Regions from separate parts of the Ovis aries genome. Here all the other regions are linked to region 1. Evidence: chromatin contacts called from public Hi-C data. All regions are on one chromosome and are shown on one strand. Each heading gives the region's core, a stretch centred on a gene start, on an enhancer-like site or on the middle of the called end of the contact. The rest is flanking DNA. Distances are from core to core; before and after follow the strand shown. Region 1 has its middle 98 kb from the start of IRF2BP2. Region 2 overlaps LOC132658675 (a long non-coding RNA gene). Region 3 overlaps LOC132658655 (a long non-coding RNA gene).

Region 1 (3,722 bases), core at 161-2,660:
TGCTTACACGTGACAGCCCAAACTGCAGTGTTCTAGAGTGAGAGAGAACGATTCCCCGGTCAGGAGGATGAGTGTGACATGCTGGACTGGGCAGGGGGCATATGTCAAGAGGGAAGATGGCTGAGTTGGAATTCAAGGGGAACAAGGAAAGGCAGTTGGAGAGGCCTGGTTCCCTAGAGGACAGCCCTCGATAAATCTACCCAGGGACTGAAGTTTCCCTGTCTGTAATGCCATTGGACCCCAGCTCAGCGCCCACCTCCTTGACAGTCAGCGAGAGAACCCTCACTTCATTTGGGAAGGAAAAGGATGACTTTCTGAAATCCTAGAGCCTCCTATCCCTGTAATGACAGTCACCCAGCTGGAGGACTGTTTTTCTTTACAGAAATGTGATTGGCCCAAATCTAGAGGGTCCATATTCCCCAGGCTTTCTTTGCTGAATCAAATGCAAAGGGCTGAAAAAGGCAAAAGCTACATGTTGGCCTTGAAACAAACAAAGAAGCAAACCCCAAGACATCCTAGTTGGATCTGAACTTGAATTCACCTAGTAGAAGGTGAATTGTTATTTTAGATAGTCCTTGAGACACCACCAACAATCCAGAAATGAATTTGCACTGAGATTCCTCTTAAAAGATTTCATTAAAAGTGAAAAAAAAAACAAACAAACAAAAAAACAAATGGAGAACACCCAAGGAAGCCCACAGACCTGCCGGAAGAGGACAGAGGAGTCCAGCCCCAGCTCCTCGTGCCAATAGATCTGATTCTGCCTATTTAATCATCAAAAGAGGGGGAACCCTCTCCTCTGCAAAAGCCAGCCTGCCCCACCCACAGGTGGGGGAGCCTCCCTGCAGACCTAGGATGCTGGCGAGTGTCTGGTGGTAGGAAGTTGTCTGCACCCTGCCCCTGCGTGGCCATAATGAGCCCGTTTCAATTGAAATGAGATCAATACTACTCATTTTTTTCTTGCTGGCTCCCGAGTGATTCATGAATCTGAAAACTAGTTCATGAATCAGAGTTGGGGGGGGCAGGGCGGGGGCGGGGGAACATTTGTGCAGTCAGCGAACCTCGATTCCTTTCATGAACCCAGACATTAGTTGCATAACGCTTGCCTGCCTGCTGGTTGAAACCAGCCTTTTCGGAAGCAGCTTTTGGCTTCTACTTGTTCACCTATTCTCTTTCTTGAAAGGGAAAGAATGACCCTAGGTGCTGCTTGTGTGTGTGTCTGTCTCTCTCGGGGGGGTATCTCCATACCCTTTGTCTGTGTAGCCCTGTGGGTGTGTGTGCCTGTGGGTGTGCGCATGCAATAGTCTTTGTGTGCACATCGTGTGTTTGTGCGTGTGTGTGTGTGTGAACCAGCAATGTATGACTAGCCGCGGGCCCTTTAAACCTGAATGGCAGCCAAGTTCATTTCTCAGCGGTGCTTCGTAAGGAAGCACGAGATGGGGCAGTTGGAAACCACAGCCCTGCGAGTGCTGATTACAGCCTGCGAAGGAAAATGAGATTTTTATCTCACAGGAATTCAGTTATAAAAATAAAATACAACGTCTGGCTTGATTCAGCGAAATGGACAAGCGCCGGGGCGTGTGTGCATTTCACAGAGATGCCGGACAAGAGGCATGACCTCAAACAGTGCGCTTCGAGCAAGTCAGAGGAGGTTGGGGGGGCGGCTACAGGAAGGAAGTGGGAGTGGAGGTGTGTGTGTGAGAGAGAGATGGAGGGAGAGAGGGGGGTGGGAGGGGAGAGAGAGAAAAACCACCCTGCTGGCAAATGAGTGCAGCAAGGATGATGTCATTGGAAACAGTTGGAGGAGAGGGAAGAAAAACAACTCAGAGCTGGGCTAATCCTGTTTGCTGCCCTGAAGGGAATGGAAGGCAGCCAAGGCAGGGAGTTCTGGGAAAGCATATAAGGGTGCCAAACAGGCTTTGCCGCCAACATTAGGAACTGACAGCTTTGTTCTTTGTGACTTGGCTGCCCGCCAGAGGCCTCATTTCAGCTCTGCAGCATGATTACCCTGGACGGCCGCCAGCCCTGCGCTGAGAGCTCCTTTTCTTCTCCCCGAGCTTTTTTTTTTTTTTTTTTTCCCCTCCTTCCCTTTGCCAAACATGCAGCAGTCACCATGGCAGTCGAAAGTAAAGTTTAAAAAAAAACACAACAAAGTAGGGAGGCACGCCTTCACCCAGATGTGCCAAGAAGCAGAGAGAAAAGGCAGTTAACCTAGTCGTCGGGCCTCTGACTGCAGGAGAGAACACGGAGGCTGACTGTCAAGCCCCGGGGAGGCGACTCCAGGATAAACAGAGAGGACCTGGCCTGGCTGTTGACAGAGAGGGGCTGGCTCCCAGGCCCTGTTTGCCTTCTCTTTCTCTCTCCCTTTTCCTGAGGCATTGTGGAGTGCGTCATGTGAAACGGAAAATGTCATGATTTCCACTGGGAATGTGTCCACGGTTCTGAGAAAGCTCCAGAAACCCCGGTCCACCAGGCACTGAGGGGAGCAGGAAGGCGGGGAGAGGGTGTGGACGGTCACAGTGGCCCCCTAGTCACCGAGGCGAACCCGGGGTGGGCAGGTGGGCAGGTGGCCAGTGGCCACGGCTGAGGGGCTCTGCTGGTGGCTGTGCTGGGCGCCGGGGTGTTGCAGGGGAGGGCACTGGGGGATTTGGTGCATTTGGGACCCCAGCCCCCAGAGTCCCAGAGGGAACCCAAAAGCCACGGCTGATCCTTTGCGCCACTTGGAGGAAACCCACGGTTTTGCTTTACAAGGGGACTCTGTGATGAGTCCAGTGCCGCTATTTTTAACCGGGGTCATTTCCCACCTGCTTGGAAAGTGGAACATCTCCTGGGAGGCGACACATCGTGACCATCGGCAAGTCTCCAGGCAGAGAGCTGCCAGGTTACATACGAGTGGGACTTGGTTGCCAGCCACCACCCCCCGCCCTGCCCAGAGCAGAATCTGACATCCCCACCCCCAGATGCTGGGAAGGGCCTCTTCTGGTTCTAGAAGTTTCTGCCACAAGGAGCAACTTGGCCGTTTCCTGGCTCCTTTATTTGGAAGAAGGCAAGGCCACAGCAGGGGCTGCTCTCACGGGCCTGCGGAGACCTCACTGTGAAACAGCTGATCGTTTCCTTCCGATGCCCGCCCCATCCCAACTCCAGACCCTCTGAAAGAGGCATTCACTTTCAGGAGCACGCGTGACCACCTCCTAGGTCCAGGGATGGAAGCAAAGGTGTCTAGGAGGATACAGCCCAAGGTTGGGTGGGGAGAAGCTCCAGGAGGGTCCCATCATCCTTACTCCTCGCCTCCTGCTTTTACCAAGGCTTGGCTGTCTTTCTCCGGCAGCCACATAAGGCTCCCTGGGAGGTTGGGAGCTTTGTCTTTTGGCGGGAAGTTCCCAAGGTAGGGTGACTCGGGCTTCCTTAGAGGGCACTTACCCTCACCCATCTTTGTGGGCAGAAGTCCCACACCTGGCTGCAACCCTGGCCCCCAGCCCCCACACACCCTGTCACCCCTGAGGAGGACACAGCCACGGGAGAGCTAGAGTGGGGGTTGGCGGGGGGGGGGGTGCTCCTGTCCAAACAGCCCCCATGAGCTCGGGCTTCAAGAAGACAAGCAGACCCCAGGAGCACGGGAGCTGGAGGCCTGCAAGAGACACGTTTTCACTTCCAGTTGGAGACAGAGCAAAGGAAAGCTGATTGGGGGCCAGTTTCTTACAAATTAGAAAAGGAAGGGGCTG
Region 2 (3,813 bases), core at 894-3,393, 87 kb after region 1:
ATCCAGGCAACATCTGGCTGGAGGAACCAAGATTCAAACACAACACTGGATGCCTGTTTTGGGGAATGACTAGAAGACTCAAAGTTCCCAGTCTTCTAAGCTGTGATAAACCTGGCTGGGATGCTCACACATGCCAATAAATGTCTCAAAGTAAACAAAACCTCATCCCCTTCCAGCTGCACTGTCCCAGAAAAATAAAATGGGAGCCAGGGGTGTCATTTTTAATTTCCAATCACCACGTTTAAAAAGAGAAACAGGTAAGATTCCCTTTGACAACTTAATGGACCAAGAATATTATTTCACCATTAAATATAAAATATATCATCTATAAAATATAAAAATTATTCATGAGATTTTTTTTCCCACACTAAGGCTTCGAAACCCAGAGATCTGTAGTATTGATGGCATATATGAATAACATATATTTATGGCATATATGGCATATATGAATTTCCACCTGGAGTAGGAAATGACCACCCACTCTTGCCTGGAAAATTCCATGGACAGAGGAGTGTGGTGGGCTACAGTCCACGGGGTCGCAAAGAACTGGACATGACTTGGTGCACACACACAGCACGTGAACATAGACCAGCCACATTTCGAGTTCCCAGGCACCATATTAGACAGATAGTCTCTGAAGATGATGTTCCCCCCTCAAAACATTGTGACTTTCCTGAAACATTTTCCATAGAATAAATGAAACTGTGATGCTTGACTCTTACTTGATTTAAAATGCTCGCATTCCTAATAAGATAAGAATTTCTAAAAACGTCTTTTGAAGCGTACCAAGCAGCCTTGGTTGGCCCTTTCCTTCTAGTGCTGAGAACTGCGATCAAAGCATCATATGTTAGGCTAATTAGTTTTTGCCCCTCACAATGGAAAAATAAATATAGCCAGATTCTTTATGAGAAAAAGTTTTACTTATCAGGAAGCTGTAGTATTTATAAACTAATATGAAATAAATGTCCTCAAGACATCTAAAGCCCTCATAATAAACAGATCTCAACAGGAAAAAATGCAAATTCATAATCAAAATTGTAGATATCAACTGCCCCATTGCTTAGGGCTATTCACCAACCTATGATTGAACACCCACATGTATTCGCGTGTTGTCTGCCAGGGACCCTGGGCACACAAGCTGCCCTGGAGGCGAGCAGGGCCTAGTGACAGCCAGGCAGACTGAGAACGCAGGGGCAGGAATGGCCTCGAAGCCAATGTCTGCCCGAGAGGCTGCCTGGGTAGAAGACTCTAGGCCTGGATCCAGGGCTATGGCTAGGAGTTCTGCGGGGAGGAAGGCAGGAAGGAGGGACACAGGAAGGGAGTAGTCCCTGGCTGTCAGGGAAATGCAGGCTGTTGGTGAAGCACAGAAGGAAGCTTCCAGAGTGGGATGGTCAGGACCAGTGCCGCCCAAGACCAATACAACATGAGTCTTACATGCAGCATTTATTTTTAGTAGCCACATTAAAAGGAACATAAAATTAATTTTAATAACATATTTTATTTAACCCACTTTTTCCAAAACGTGATCATTTCAACACGTGCGTACTTCACGTTCTCTTGTCACATAAGTCTGCGAAATCCCGTGTGAAACTTGCCATCATAGCACATCTCAGTTTGGAGCAGCCCCATTTCCAAGGCTCCAGAGCCACAGACCCCGGTGGATGCCATATACGGCTGCGCAAATCTAGCTATGGGTGTGTGTAGTAGGATCCATAACTTCTGCTTGGATTCTTAAGTCCAAGAGAGAAGTCAGATCAGCTTAGAGGGAGCGGGCTGGGGACACAGAGGGAGATCAGGTCATCCAAGCCTTTGGAGGGGCCAGCATGCCTGGCTCTGCTATAACCAGAGATTGAATGAGAGGCACCAGCTCCTCTCACGCGTCCCCAAGGGTGTCTGTGCAAACAGTGTCAAGATGATGCAGAGCACCGAGGAACACTCGCTAAATTTTGCCAAGTGCTTGGACACCCGATCACAAGGGTGACCCAGAAAACTGCCAGTGCACCTGTGATGAGGGGCTTGGCGCGGAGCCCGGCGTGGAGGTCACCTGAGGTCACTGCCGGAGGCGGGGAGCCCAGCGCCGAGGCTGCCTAATGTGGAAATGTTTGGATCCGAGCGGGGCAGGCGCTGGGGGCAGCCTCCAGGCCGATGGGGAGGAGACCTGGCCGGCGGGGGCCGGAGCTCAGCGCTGACAGTATCCAGGCGCGCAGAGGACCACGTGGTCCGCAGCGCCGCGCCTGCCAAGACCCCGACAGCGTCTTTCCTAATAAGTCTGGCGATGCCTGCGTCCTTTCTCTCTCGGCAGAACAACCTCTCGCCTGCTCCCAGGTCTTATTTAAGAAGAGCGGGCCGCAGGGGAGAAAAGCAAGCCAAACTCAGCAGAGGTGGAGGCCAGCTTTCCTTTCCCCAGGCTTCCCCTCTCCGCAGAAGATCGGCTTTGTGAATGAATGAAGGGATACTTTCTCCAAGATGGCATACTCCACGCTCCCGTTGTTGAGTACGGGGTGGGGGTCGGCCCCCCCTCCCCCCGCCACTTCCCTGAGCATTATCCTCTGCTGCTCCTGCCTACCCCTCCCTGCAAAGGCACCGCCCCTCTAACTTCAGAAAGAGGTCACCCTCCCAGCATCTGGGTCTGGCTTGGGAATCCACGCTTCCTGGTTGCCTCCCAGCCCCACACAAGGGAGGGCAGGATTACAACACGTGTGTGTTTGGGTCAAAAGGAGCACTTTTGAACTATGGCTGCAAGAAAGAACAGCCTGTACAGCCACCCCGAGTCTCCCAGCAACAAAGAATGTACAACAAAGAATGATTAGCCCTCACTTGCAAAACAATTTTTTTTTAAAGAGGTGCAGCGTGGTCTGTTTACGGGGTCGTGGAAGGAGAGTAGTTGGATGGAAAGGCGCCCTCCCTGGACACCAGAGGCCCAGCGTCATTCCCGCTAAGGGGGTGGGGGTGGGGGCGGTTTGACCTTGGCTTTTACTCAGAAGCCCTTGTAACACGATTACCGATTACTGTCGGGGTTTTGCAAGCTTCCAGACCCAGGTGTGGTTGAAGGTCAGCTGCTGGCGGACAAGGGGCTCTCCAGCCGTTGGGAGAAGGTTACAAAGAATAATTTTCCTGTCCAAGGGCTTGTAGATGATTAACATGTTTCTTTCTGTTAACCAGAGAGTTAATAGTCATTCCAAGCACTCTTTGATAATGGGGGCGGAGGGGAGAAAAGGAATACTGTTAACCATTAATCGAGGAAGATGCCGTAAAAGTTAGTATGGAAAATACGCAATTTGGGAGAGGAATTCACAGGCAAGGCGAGCCTGGTGGGGACAGAGGAGGAGAGGGAGCGGTGAGGCCATAAAGTTCATGCATACTTAGAGTGGGGATTTTTTTTATCCTTTTCCTTGTTACATTACACTGAGGGAACAGAGTAGGGATAACAAAATAACAAACACGGGAACATTATAAATAAAGCCAATTTTATTGGCTCTTTTTCTCCAGCCTCCCACAGCTGAGTGTGTCCTCTGCATGACTTCTTCTTTGGGCCTCTTTGGGGAGGAGAGGAGCCCAGACACCCCACCTTCCCTTGGAGAAAGCGTGACCAGAAGGCTCACCCTAGGAAGCCTCTCCTTAGGGCCCCCTTAGCCAGGGCCTTCATCCGCGACTCAAATCATCCTGCTGGGCCCCTGGGCAGCCTCACCTGGAGGAGAGGCTGCCCATTCGCTGCCCTGGAGAAAAGTAGTGTCGGCTTGTTGCCAGGTTATGACACAAGGCCCTGGTGCCCATGAGTGCTTTCACAGCAGGCCTGGCTCTGGACACAGGAGG
Region 3 (4,190 bases), core at 1,675-4,174, 110 kb after region 1:
GGTAGCAGACAGTGGGAAAATATTTTAAAGCCCATGTCAGTGCCCCAGGAATATTAGTCCATGAGACATATGCTTAGAGTGAGAGGTTCATTTGTATTTACATAATAATCACAATACATAATCCATATTACATAATAATCATGATGACATACTTGTCTTTACATAATAATTATACAGAATGCAGGTTGCCTAATAATCATTATGAAACCTTCAGCAGAAGTACAGGCATGGATAAAGCATTCGTAATCAGGAAGGGATGAGACTGAATTGCCCTTGCTCTCCCCAAAGTGAGCGAGCCCCTCACTCACTGGCTGTAATCACCATCACGGCTTGTGTCAAATGCTCAACTAGTCTTATCACAGACATTAGCTCTGATCCTCTCAAGAACTCTCGAAGATGGATTCTGTCTCTGTTTTACAGAGGAGGAAATTGAGGCTTCGGAAGGTCAGCCCATCATTGTGCTAGAGAAACTAAGTGTCCAGTAGCACCCACGTTCTCCCACCCCCATTATAGAAGCCTCAGTGGGATTACATCTCCCAGGCCTCCAGCTCAAGGAAATGGAGTAGAAGCAATTTCAGGCTCACAGGGTGAAATGTACCCTCTCCCTCACCTTCCAGCTTGTGCAAAGGTCTCCAAGGCCCCGGCAGATGGGAGAGCTGTAGCTGAAAGGAGTCTGGCTCCTCAAATCAGCACCTGAGGGGAGTTGTCCACCACCCTGAACCGGATATAAACATCAGTGTTGAGGACCTGAAATCTGAGGGTTTGTTGCCTCTGTGAAAATTCCCTAAAATAATACAACTGCTGAAACGTAACATCAGATACCATCCAATCACAGAGGATAGAGGATCGGGCCAGGATACCAGAGCCATTGGCCTTAAACCTTCTAATGCAGGGTTCTAATGCATGGGTTCCATCCCTGGCCTGGGAATTAAGCTCCTACATGCCTCATAAACTTAAATTGTTGTTGCTATTTAGTCACCAAGTCGTGTCTGACTCTTTGTGACTCCAGGATCAGCAGCTCACCAGGCATCCCTGTCCTTCACTATCTCCCAGAGTTTGCTCTAACTCATGTCCACTGAGTCAGTGATGCCATCCAACCATCTTATCCTCGGTTTCCCCCTTCTCATATTGCCCTCAATCTTTGCCAGCATCAGGGTCTTTTCCAACAAGCTGACACTTCACATCAGGTGTCCAAAGTATTGGAGCTTCAATTTCAGCATCAGTCCTTCCAATGAATGTTCAGGATTGATTTCCTTTAAGACTGACTGGTTTGATCTTTCTGCAGTCCAAGGGGCACTCAAAGAGTCTTCTCCGGCACCACAACTTGAAGCATCAATTCTTCAGCACTCAGCCTTCTTTATGGTCCAACTCTCACATCTGTACAAACCTGAATAACTATGCAAAAAAAACAGCAACAACAACTGATCATATCTGGCACCACATACAAAGATTAACTAACATGGACATAGACCCAAAATGTAAAACATAAAAAGAATTTTTTAAAAAAGGGATATGTACTGATAACCCTCCAAATAAGAAAGAAGCCAGTGGAGGAGAGAGGATTCAAGTGGTCACAGGTGACTTTGGAGGCACACTGAGAGCTGTTCACTAACGCCTGCTCTGCTGGATGGCACAGTGTCGGGGGAGAGAGTGTGCTGGTGATGGACTTCACATCTGTGTGAAGACCAAGCCACCTCCCACTTCTACAAAGACGCCAGGGCTGGCTGGTGGTCAGAAAACAGAAGCGAGGCTCAAACCCCAGAGACAAATGAGGAACTGTCAAGTCAAAACCAGAGTCCACTGGGGAATGAAAGCTGTGTGCTTGTGTGGTAAGCCTGCAGAGAGGTGCTTGTCTAATATTTTCCAAGACCTAAGCTTTTTTTTTTTTTTTTCAAAATCCTATACAAGGAAATGTTACAGAGGCCCCGTCACAGCAATTGCTTCACAAACGTCGCATCAGTTTCCGTGGTAATATTAGCATTTAACTCTACTACAGAACCGATGCAGACATTCTGGAAACTCGAGCAATTAATTTCCGTTTTCAATTCTACACGATTCATTGATGTATCAATAAGATCCTGTGAAATTGAAGAAGGTAATCAGTAATATTATTTTAAGAAGAAATGACTAAAATTTTTTTAAATGAAAAGAATTTTTTTTCCTATTCGACTTTTTGAAAGCTAGTATAAGCTGGACCATTTCTTGATTAAGTAGCATGAGTGCATTTATCAGTGGTATCATTTTCTGATTTCTAACGACATTATTCTCTGTACATTGATATCCTAACAAGAGGATGTTTCCCTTCCATTTGTAGGAGATATTCACACTTTATCCCAGGCTGTCTTCTGGAGTGAGACTATAACAGAGATCAGACCAGCCCTTGTGGAATGTATATTTTGGTGGAATAAGTAGCGGACTCCATCAATAGAAGGTTGGGTTTGAGAGTTTGGGATTAGCAGAGGCAAACTATTATATATGGGATGGATAAACAAGGCCCTACTGTACAGCATAGGGAACTGTATTCAATATCCTGTAATAAACCATAATGGAAAAGAATAGAAAAAAAAAAAGAAGTGAACCCAAGAAAATGAGTTCTTTTTCTCATGGCAATAAGCTGCCCAGAGCTGACTCCTGCTCAGCAGACCACACCCACTGTAAATTACACATTTCACTGCATAAACAAGTGCCCCAATAATACAGCTGGGAAACTTGACCCAGGTCAAGTTTCAACTGACTTCAGGTCTTTCCCTAAGCCCAGTGAGGGCTCCCAGCACATGACAGATCTCAAATAGAACCAGTGACTCAAAAGCAGTTGGTGAGATGGCCCTCTGGCAAGAGTCTGATTGGCCCCAGTGGAAAGCTGTTAGACAGCCCAGCTCAGAGCCCGAGTCTGGAGGGAGTCCACAGGGCCTGGTTTCTGGCAGGCAGCTGGGCTGAAGGAATAGCAGGTCTCTCTGCATGATCACACGTGAAGCCCTGGGAAATGCACAGCCTAGGGACCCAGCAGGCTCAGGCCCACCTGCGAGCTTCTGACCTCACCACACCACCACCCACGGAGGGAGGCTGTTCGGTGTTTCCAGGGAGTAGCAGCCTCTTAAGCACTACAACAATGTCAGCAGACTTAAATTGATTAATATCACACATTGTGATGGACTCTTCCAAAAAAAAAAAAAAAAAAAACGGTTCTAAAACAGTTGAGCAATTGCAGAGCTGAGGGCATTAGGAAAAGTTGACTATCTTACACCAGGCCAGCCAAGCAGTGAATCAGTCAGGGACAAGGCTGAGATGTTCATTTTTGTACAACAGATTTCCTTCGATTAAAAAAGCAATGGGCGAAGCAGACGAAAAAGGACAAATACCACATGATTCCACTTGTAGGAAGTACTGAAAGGAGTCCAGTTCATAGAGACAAAGAGTAGAAGGGTGGTTACCAGGGTGGAAATGGGGAGTTGTTATTTAATGTGTACAGGGCTTCAGTTTGGGGAGATGACAAAGTTGTAGAGATGGATGGGGTGATGGTTGCACAACGAGAACGTACTTGCTAACACCGATGAATGGCTAAAATGGTAAGCTTTATGTTACGTCTACTTTATCATGCACACAAAAAGTTGTGGAACTAGTCATTGGGATTGTTTTTTGGCTGTTCCAAATGTGGGATCTTAGTTACCCAACTCAGAATCAAACGTGTCCCCTGCGTTGGAAGCTTGTAGTCTTAACCACTCCACCAGGGAAGTCCCTCATTGTAATTCTTTAATTAGATCATTTGAAGATTAGTTGGGTCTCATTTAGTACTTTCTTTCTGTATATGTGCTGGCCTCCCCACAAGGCATTGTACCTTGGGATTGATAAGGGCAGGGACTATTTATAATTTACCTTTTTAGACCCACAGAAACTAACACAAAACCTGAAGGAGCATAATACTAAATAGATGTTATTTGAACCAAAAAAAAAAAAAAGGACAATCAGAATTTCCTCATTGACAAAGGTCATAATACTACATGGTGTTTTTTTTTTCTAAAAAGATGTTCACAGAATAGTAAAAACAACAAAACCAATAAATGTTATCGAATGTTTTGCATTCAGAGTAAATAAGGTTTTTAATCCAAAACAACCAAAAAATCAGTTGTACTTCAAGCAAATGATTTTTTAGAGAATAGCAGAAAAAAAATAAGAAAAAAGTTAAGTATATA

Evidence for each region. Hi-C and Micro-C count contacts between places; a contact is called where the count stands out from the background.
Region 2: a Hi-C map of liver shows a contact between it and region 1, with 6 times the contacts expected there. The contact joins two enhancer-like sites. A contact is called at or near these places in 6 of 16 Hi-C or Micro-C datasets (hypothalamus, liver, mixed tissues and 3 more).
Region 3: a Hi-C map of skin fibroblasts shows a contact between it and region 1, with 2.1 times the contacts expected there. The contact joins two enhancer-like sites. A contact is called at or near these places in 2 of 16 Hi-C or Micro-C datasets (blood and skin fibroblasts).

What each region holds. Positions count from the first base shown.
Region 1 is chr25:6,882,076-6,885,797 of ARS-UI_Ramb_v3.0, forward strand. No RefSeq gene overlaps it. Among named protein-coding and RNA genes, the nearest start is that of IRF2BP2, 98 kb to the left of the region's middle. Within about 2 kb of position 1,411, at least 48 of the 54 cell types and tissues checked have an H3K27ac peak or open chromatin away from gene starts, as enhancers often do. A contact at or near this core is called in hypothalamus, liver, muscle and 1 more, where this site is marked.
Region 2 is chr25:6,968,393-6,972,205 of ARS-UI_Ramb_v3.0, forward strand. LOC132658675 (a long non-coding RNA gene) reads right to left here. Exons shown (of 2, transcript XR_009598602.1): 2 at 3,451-3,813. Among named protein-coding and RNA genes, the nearest start is that of IRF2BP2, 180 kb to the left of the region's middle. Within about 2 kb of position 2,144, at least 39 of the 54 cell types and tissues checked have an H3K27ac peak or open chromatin away from gene starts, as enhancers often do. A contact at or near this core is called in hypothalamus, liver, muscle and 1 more, where this site is marked.
Region 3 is chr25:6,993,382-6,997,571 of ARS-UI_Ramb_v3.0, forward strand. LOC132658655 (a long non-coding RNA gene) reads right to left here. Exons shown (of 2, transcript XR_009598568.1): 2 at 1-1,395. Among named protein-coding and RNA genes, the nearest start is that of IRF2BP2, 210 kb to the left of the region's middle. Within about 2 kb of position 2,925, at least 24 of the 54 cell types and tissues checked have an H3K27ac peak or open chromatin away from gene starts, as enhancers often do.